Linked DNA regions of Gasterosteus aculeatus: region 1 is linked to region 2. The links are chromatin contacts, called in public Hi-C maps. All regions are on one chromosome and are shown on one strand. The core of a region is the stretch at or near the end of the contact, and the rest is flanking DNA. Distances in the headings are between cores, read along the strand shown.

Region 1 (2,700 bases), core at 156-2,655, 45 kb after region 2:
GTATCTCGTTTAGGGACATAGCCCATCTTATTTTTATCACTTTCTATACAGCCACATCTGGAATAAAAAGGGTGAACGAAAATAGAATATTTGCATTCACTTACACTATTTTATATAGCATGGAGTTTATCAACTACAGGGAGAATTATATAAATGATGTGCTTTGGAGAAAAAGAAATGAGAAGTCTTGCTTTTTTGTTACATATCTCACATGCGATCAGTTGCTGCAGTGTAGAAGGGACAGATTTGTATATTGGTTGATCCAAAGAGATGATGAACACAACAATAGAACTATTGACTTATTGTACAGTACAGTGTATCTTTGAGTTGTCATGTGTTATGTTGAAATAATTAAAAGACAAACCAGCGGTTTCATACCCTCTCTGCATTCAATTTGTTTTTATTTTGAATTATTTGTGTCTTTTTTGTTTTTGAACTGTAAACAAAAGAATATAACAAAATTCATAATTAAATATTAGATTGAGTTGTGAGCTTTCCTACATTGTTTCAAGAGTGTGTGGATGAAGAACGAGGTTGAAACATGTCAACCATAGTTAGTGCTTGCTAGTTAGCTAGCTAGCCAGCAAGCTAGCTAGCTTGATTTTATGCTAGGTAACAGAACATAGAAAGCTCAAAATGATGGGGGGCTTCATCTCCTAATATTTAGCTTGGCTTCACTGGTTTTGAAATAATGTTTCCGCCAGCCATGACCTGTTAATTTACCTCATGCTAATATTAGTGTGGGGATCCTCGCAGGGGCATGACTGGTTAATAGCTAGTGTGATGATCTGATAAGAGATTTCACAAAATAGGCTAAATGAATAACGGGAAACCACCCTGAGCTAACAACAACTGATAAATAAACTATAAATCAAGTCTCATGATTTACCCTGTTGGTTATCCTGCCTCCTGCCTTTTTAGGGTGAGGGTGGAGGATGTGTGGTTTCCCATTCTATGGTTTTGTGGTCTATTTGTAAGGAAGTCCATAATTCATGAGCGCAGTGGATAATCCAAGGTTATTGAGTTTTTCAACCAGTTTATGGGAGACTATTGTGCCCAGATGGTTGATGTAATCAACAAATAGCATCCTGGTGTAGGTGTTTGAATGCTCCAGATGGGATAGGGATGTTGGAAGCGCAATTGAGACCGCATCCTCCCTAGATGTGTTTCCTCAGTAAGCAGGCTGCCCAGTTCTGACTGTTTTTGGGGCACATGGTAATGGTAGTGGATATGAGTGGGGACAACAGAGTGTTGCAGTGAGAGGTTAAAGATGTTGTTTAACACATCTGCTAGTTGGGCGGCACATGGCTCCAGTGTGCGGCCTGATACCCTCGTCCTGCTGCTTTGCTGGTTAATCATCATCAGACTGGGTCTCACCTAATGGCGCTGTAGGACAGTACAGGGTCTTACCTTGGTGGTCGTGTTGTAGTGGTTTTCCTCTTGCGCACCCCTAGAGGCAGCTCATACCACACTGGATACAGCTGGATCTGGCCCGTCGGGAGGTCCAGCTCGGCCCGCTGGATGACTTTGCTAGTGTGAGTAAAAATTGCTCCTATTCTTTAATCAGTCCACTGGGGGTCACACTGTTTGAGTAGGCGCGAAACACTCTGACCGTTATACCAGCTGCCACTTTTTCGCTCAGGAAATAGGGCAGCAGCGTTGAGCAGACCCCCAGCACCCCCCAACCCCAGCCTGCCGGACCATTGCCTATGATTTAACTGGTCTGGCCCACTTGAGATGGAAGAGGCTGAGTGACACCCTGATTTAACCTTTTGTCACTCACTGTCTGACACTCACTCACACTCTGACAGCTAGCAGGCCTTCGGGAGACATAAAACACAAAAGGCTCCTCTAGAGTTTGTTCCGTGTGGGCCTCTGTGGAAACACGATAGATATGAAATACGAAGGGCTCATTCTAAGCGAAAACTACCACTTAGTTCTGCATATTAAATTCAAGTCGGAAAAAAAAAAGAAAATTTTTAAAAAAACGTTACTTGTCATCACTTTATTGTTTTGTCATTGTACATTTTGTAATTGGACATTCTGTAAAAGAAAAAGAGAAAAGTAACTATCTAGTTCCTTTCAGTCATCATGAGCATCATGCTTTTGGCGAAGCGATGACGGGACCGTTACAGAGCGCCACAAAACAGCAAAACGCAACCATAATAGAGCTGCTTCCTTTTTAAATTTACATTGTAAACCCTTAGCCCATACATACACACGCATGACCCCGGGCCTTCAAAAAAAACAAAAAACGTGACTTAAAGCGGTTAAATTTAAATGGAGGAAATCCTCTGGAGCTTTATGGATAAAAAAAACAACTCTCTTCAAGCAGCTCAATGTGTATGGGTAGGCCCGATTCAAATAAAGGAAGTAGAGGACATGGAAGGAGGAGTGACGCCCTTTTAACCTTCTCGCCCCTGGAGAAAGGGTTGATTTGGGCACCTCGTCTTTGATGGTAAAATCACTTTGATGGTAACCATGAAGACAATGATAGACTAAAAGGAATGTCCTGTTTATTTGATCAGCACGTATCATCTCGGCTCATCGGGCCCATAACATCCCCCATCGGAATGAACTTTAATGAAGTACCAGTGTGATCGGGTCAGAGGGCAGCAGGGAAGGAGGTCAGTGCTGATTTGATCACGATCAAGGAAGGCCCATTTTGTAAAATACGCTCCTTCCCTTTCTGCTATTCGG
Region 2 (2,700 bases), core at 139-2,638:
AGACTGACTACGCGGTGGTAGGCTGATAACGCCTCCAGCTGGAAGAACTCACTGTAGGGAACGTGCACCTGAAACAATGGAGAAGAAAAGCACGGTCCAGAGAGGGTTCAAAGAGCAGGGCTGGGGATATTCAAAACTGTTGTTGTGAACATATCATGATAAGATTAGAGGCAATGTGTTATTCCGTCTCTTAATACTAGCCATCTTTTCTGACCTCTCTGTAAACATGCAGGTGTATTTCTGGGGGACCTTTTCTTATTTTTGGTTCTAGTGAGTGTTTCCAGCAGCAGGGCGGTGTAAGTGGGTCTGACTTGAATTGTCTCAATGTTTTTCTTTGTCATTCAAAACCTCGGAAACCTCCATTTTCACATGATATAGAACAGTTTACTGTATCAATTCTCAATATACTTTTCTTTCTGTACATTGCAGCTGTACATTAGACACCATTCTTGCTCGATTTGAATTTCACATTTTAAATTTGAGTTATAAGAATTTTCTTATACTATTCACTTCACACCCAGCTTTTAAAAACGATTTATAGGACTCTGCTGCTGTAACATCATCGGGACTTGAAGAAATAACCTATCGATCTACTCAGTCGTCACGTTGTGGAGCAGCAATGGGTGACAGTACTCACATTGGTGTAAGGGGGCGCGTGGTGGCGATACACGATCCACGGAGGGACCGCCAGCGTTCGGTTCAGCATCTTTGCAAAGGCGAGAGATCCCAGGAAGTGATCTGCCTGGTTTCCGAAGCGACCTGAACAATAACAGCGGGACACTCTATGCTCTCGGTGTACTCCTTACTCACAAGAAAACCGAGACAGTACCTGGAGGGCAGGTGGGGACCTCCCGGTCACACCGCGCGCTAGAAACAGCTGTTTACATGTCAGTTAGCTGCTAAGTAGCTAACGCACTGCTCTGCACTGTTCAAGCTTTTCCAAAGTTTCTACTTATGTTTCTCTCTATTAAACTCCAAACCGTGCAGCGTAGCTCGGGGGTTTCATATTTACGTTTACATAAGTAACGTTAGCGATAACAAAACCGTCTGAATGAGAGGCGTTGGGGACGGGATAGCTTGGCTCTTACCCATGCACGGGCAGTACAGCACGTAGCCGCTCGGATCCCACGTCAGCTCCCCGCCGAAAGTCCGCCATGGTTGGAGTAGAAGGGCCAAAAGTAAACTGGTTAGTTTGAGGGCATGAAGTGCTTGTTGCTTAACCGCCATTGTGGTTCATTTTAGATCCCAGAATGCACCGGTGTAAAGTCCGCTTCGTTGGTTCTAACGAGGAGGGTGAAACGCGCGTCGAACACCGCTACCTCCGCCCGGTGGACCGGAGGTTTTAGGAGCGTAGTGGACTCTTCATTAGGCAGAAGGAACATATTGACGCCATGACAGGGAATTAGCACAATAAAAGAAAGGATTTAATTAAACAACCTTGAGATAACATTTTATTGAAAAAAGGAAAAACAACTTTTTTATAAGAGAACGATCGGGTAGAAGATTGACAGTACATAGATGTTAGCTTTTTATTTGTCAAATAATCAGTAGCAATAACAAAATAAAACAATTCTTTTACATAAGACATTTTAACATTTTTTTTCAAACCACTCAGGTCGGCTAATAAATCTTTTTTTCATTTTTAGTATTTCTGTCATCAAGTATTTCTGTCATCTGGACATCCGGTCCCCCACTGACTGACTATAACATTCCACCGGTCACTCACCTTCACACTGCACATGTCACTTTAACTGTAATTTATCACTTTGTCGTCACTCGTCACTTTGTTACTTGTTCGTTAGTGCACTTTATGCTTAACATTCTCTTTAACTTTTTTAATATTTAATTTTTTTTACTTTATTCCCTTGTTTTATACTAACCCATAGCCTTAGTCTACAAACCCTTGCATTAGCATCTCATTTTACTTTATTTTATTACTTGTGCACTGCTTTTCTTGTCTATTGTCGCACTGTCCACTGTCGCGCACCAACCGCCAAGACAAATTCCTTGTATGTTTGGCATGTTTTGGTAATAAATGTTTCCTGATTCCTGATTCCTGGACCCTTTTTGCGGTTAATAAACATGAATGAAGTATGCCAATTTGGTACAGCAAAATACCTTCATTTAGTGGAGAGACCTTTTTAAAACATCACATGGTTTTGTATACTCTTGTGTGAATGAAAACTACTGAGTATTTCTTCAGATATTGCTTTCTTTTAAAAATCGGAGTCAGTTGTACTGGTTATTATTTATTTGGACGACATATTTGTGTACTACGATATCTTAATATACAACTTTGTCGCAATTAGATTCCATTGGTAGACAATTGATTATCATATAGAATTGTCAACGGGCTCCTGATACAGACCTTCCTGCTTGCCCTCAGGATTCCCCATCTGGAAACCCAACAGAGCCAATCATCATGTCCGATGATAAAAGGAGCAATCCTCCTCATTAGAAGCTCATACATGTGTGATCAACTTGCACAAATCCAGCGAGTAAAACGTGGCCGGGGTGCGGCCTCCAACTCTCTGCCAGCCTGCCTCGTTTGTCTGAAGGGAGCCATAATTGCTTAAACGTGTCACATTAAAGAGATCATTTATCTGGGCGTTGTGGTCGCTCCAATCTGCAGGCAATTTGTTGTCCATTGTCAGCCCGAGAACCGAGGGCGTGTCAGCCAATGGTGGTGGTAGAATGTTA

What was found. A called contact is a pair of places that touch in the nucleus more often than the background predicts.
Region 1: a Hi-C map of liver shows a contact between it and region 2, with 2.1 times the contacts expected there. The contact joins the enhancer-like site here to the promoter of pofut1 in region 2. A contact is called at or near these places in 2 of 6 Hi-C or Micro-C datasets (liver and skeletal muscle).

Annotation. Positions count from the first base shown.
Region 1 is chr2:19,526,061-19,528,760 of fGasAcu3.hap1.1, forward strand. It overlaps plagl2 (pleiomorphic adenoma gene-like 2), which reads left to right. Exons shown (of 4, transcript XM_040193717.2): 4 at 1-380. tm9sf4 (transmembrane 9 superfamily protein member 4) reads right to left here. Exons shown (of 18, transcript XM_040192451.2): 18 at 1,977-2,700. Among protein-coding and RNA genes, the nearest start is that of tm9sf4, 17 kb to the right of the region's middle. Within about 2 kb of position 1,406, at least 2 of the 9 cell types and tissues checked have open chromatin away from gene starts, as enhancers often do. A contact at or near this core is called in liver, where this site is marked.
Region 2 is chr2:19,480,834-19,483,533 of fGasAcu3.hap1.1, forward strand. pofut1 (protein O-fucosyltransferase 1) reads right to left here and starts at 1,389. Exons shown (of 7, transcript XM_040192411.2): 1 at 1,089-1,389; 2 at 638-759; 3 at 1-68. The coding sequence starts at 1,227.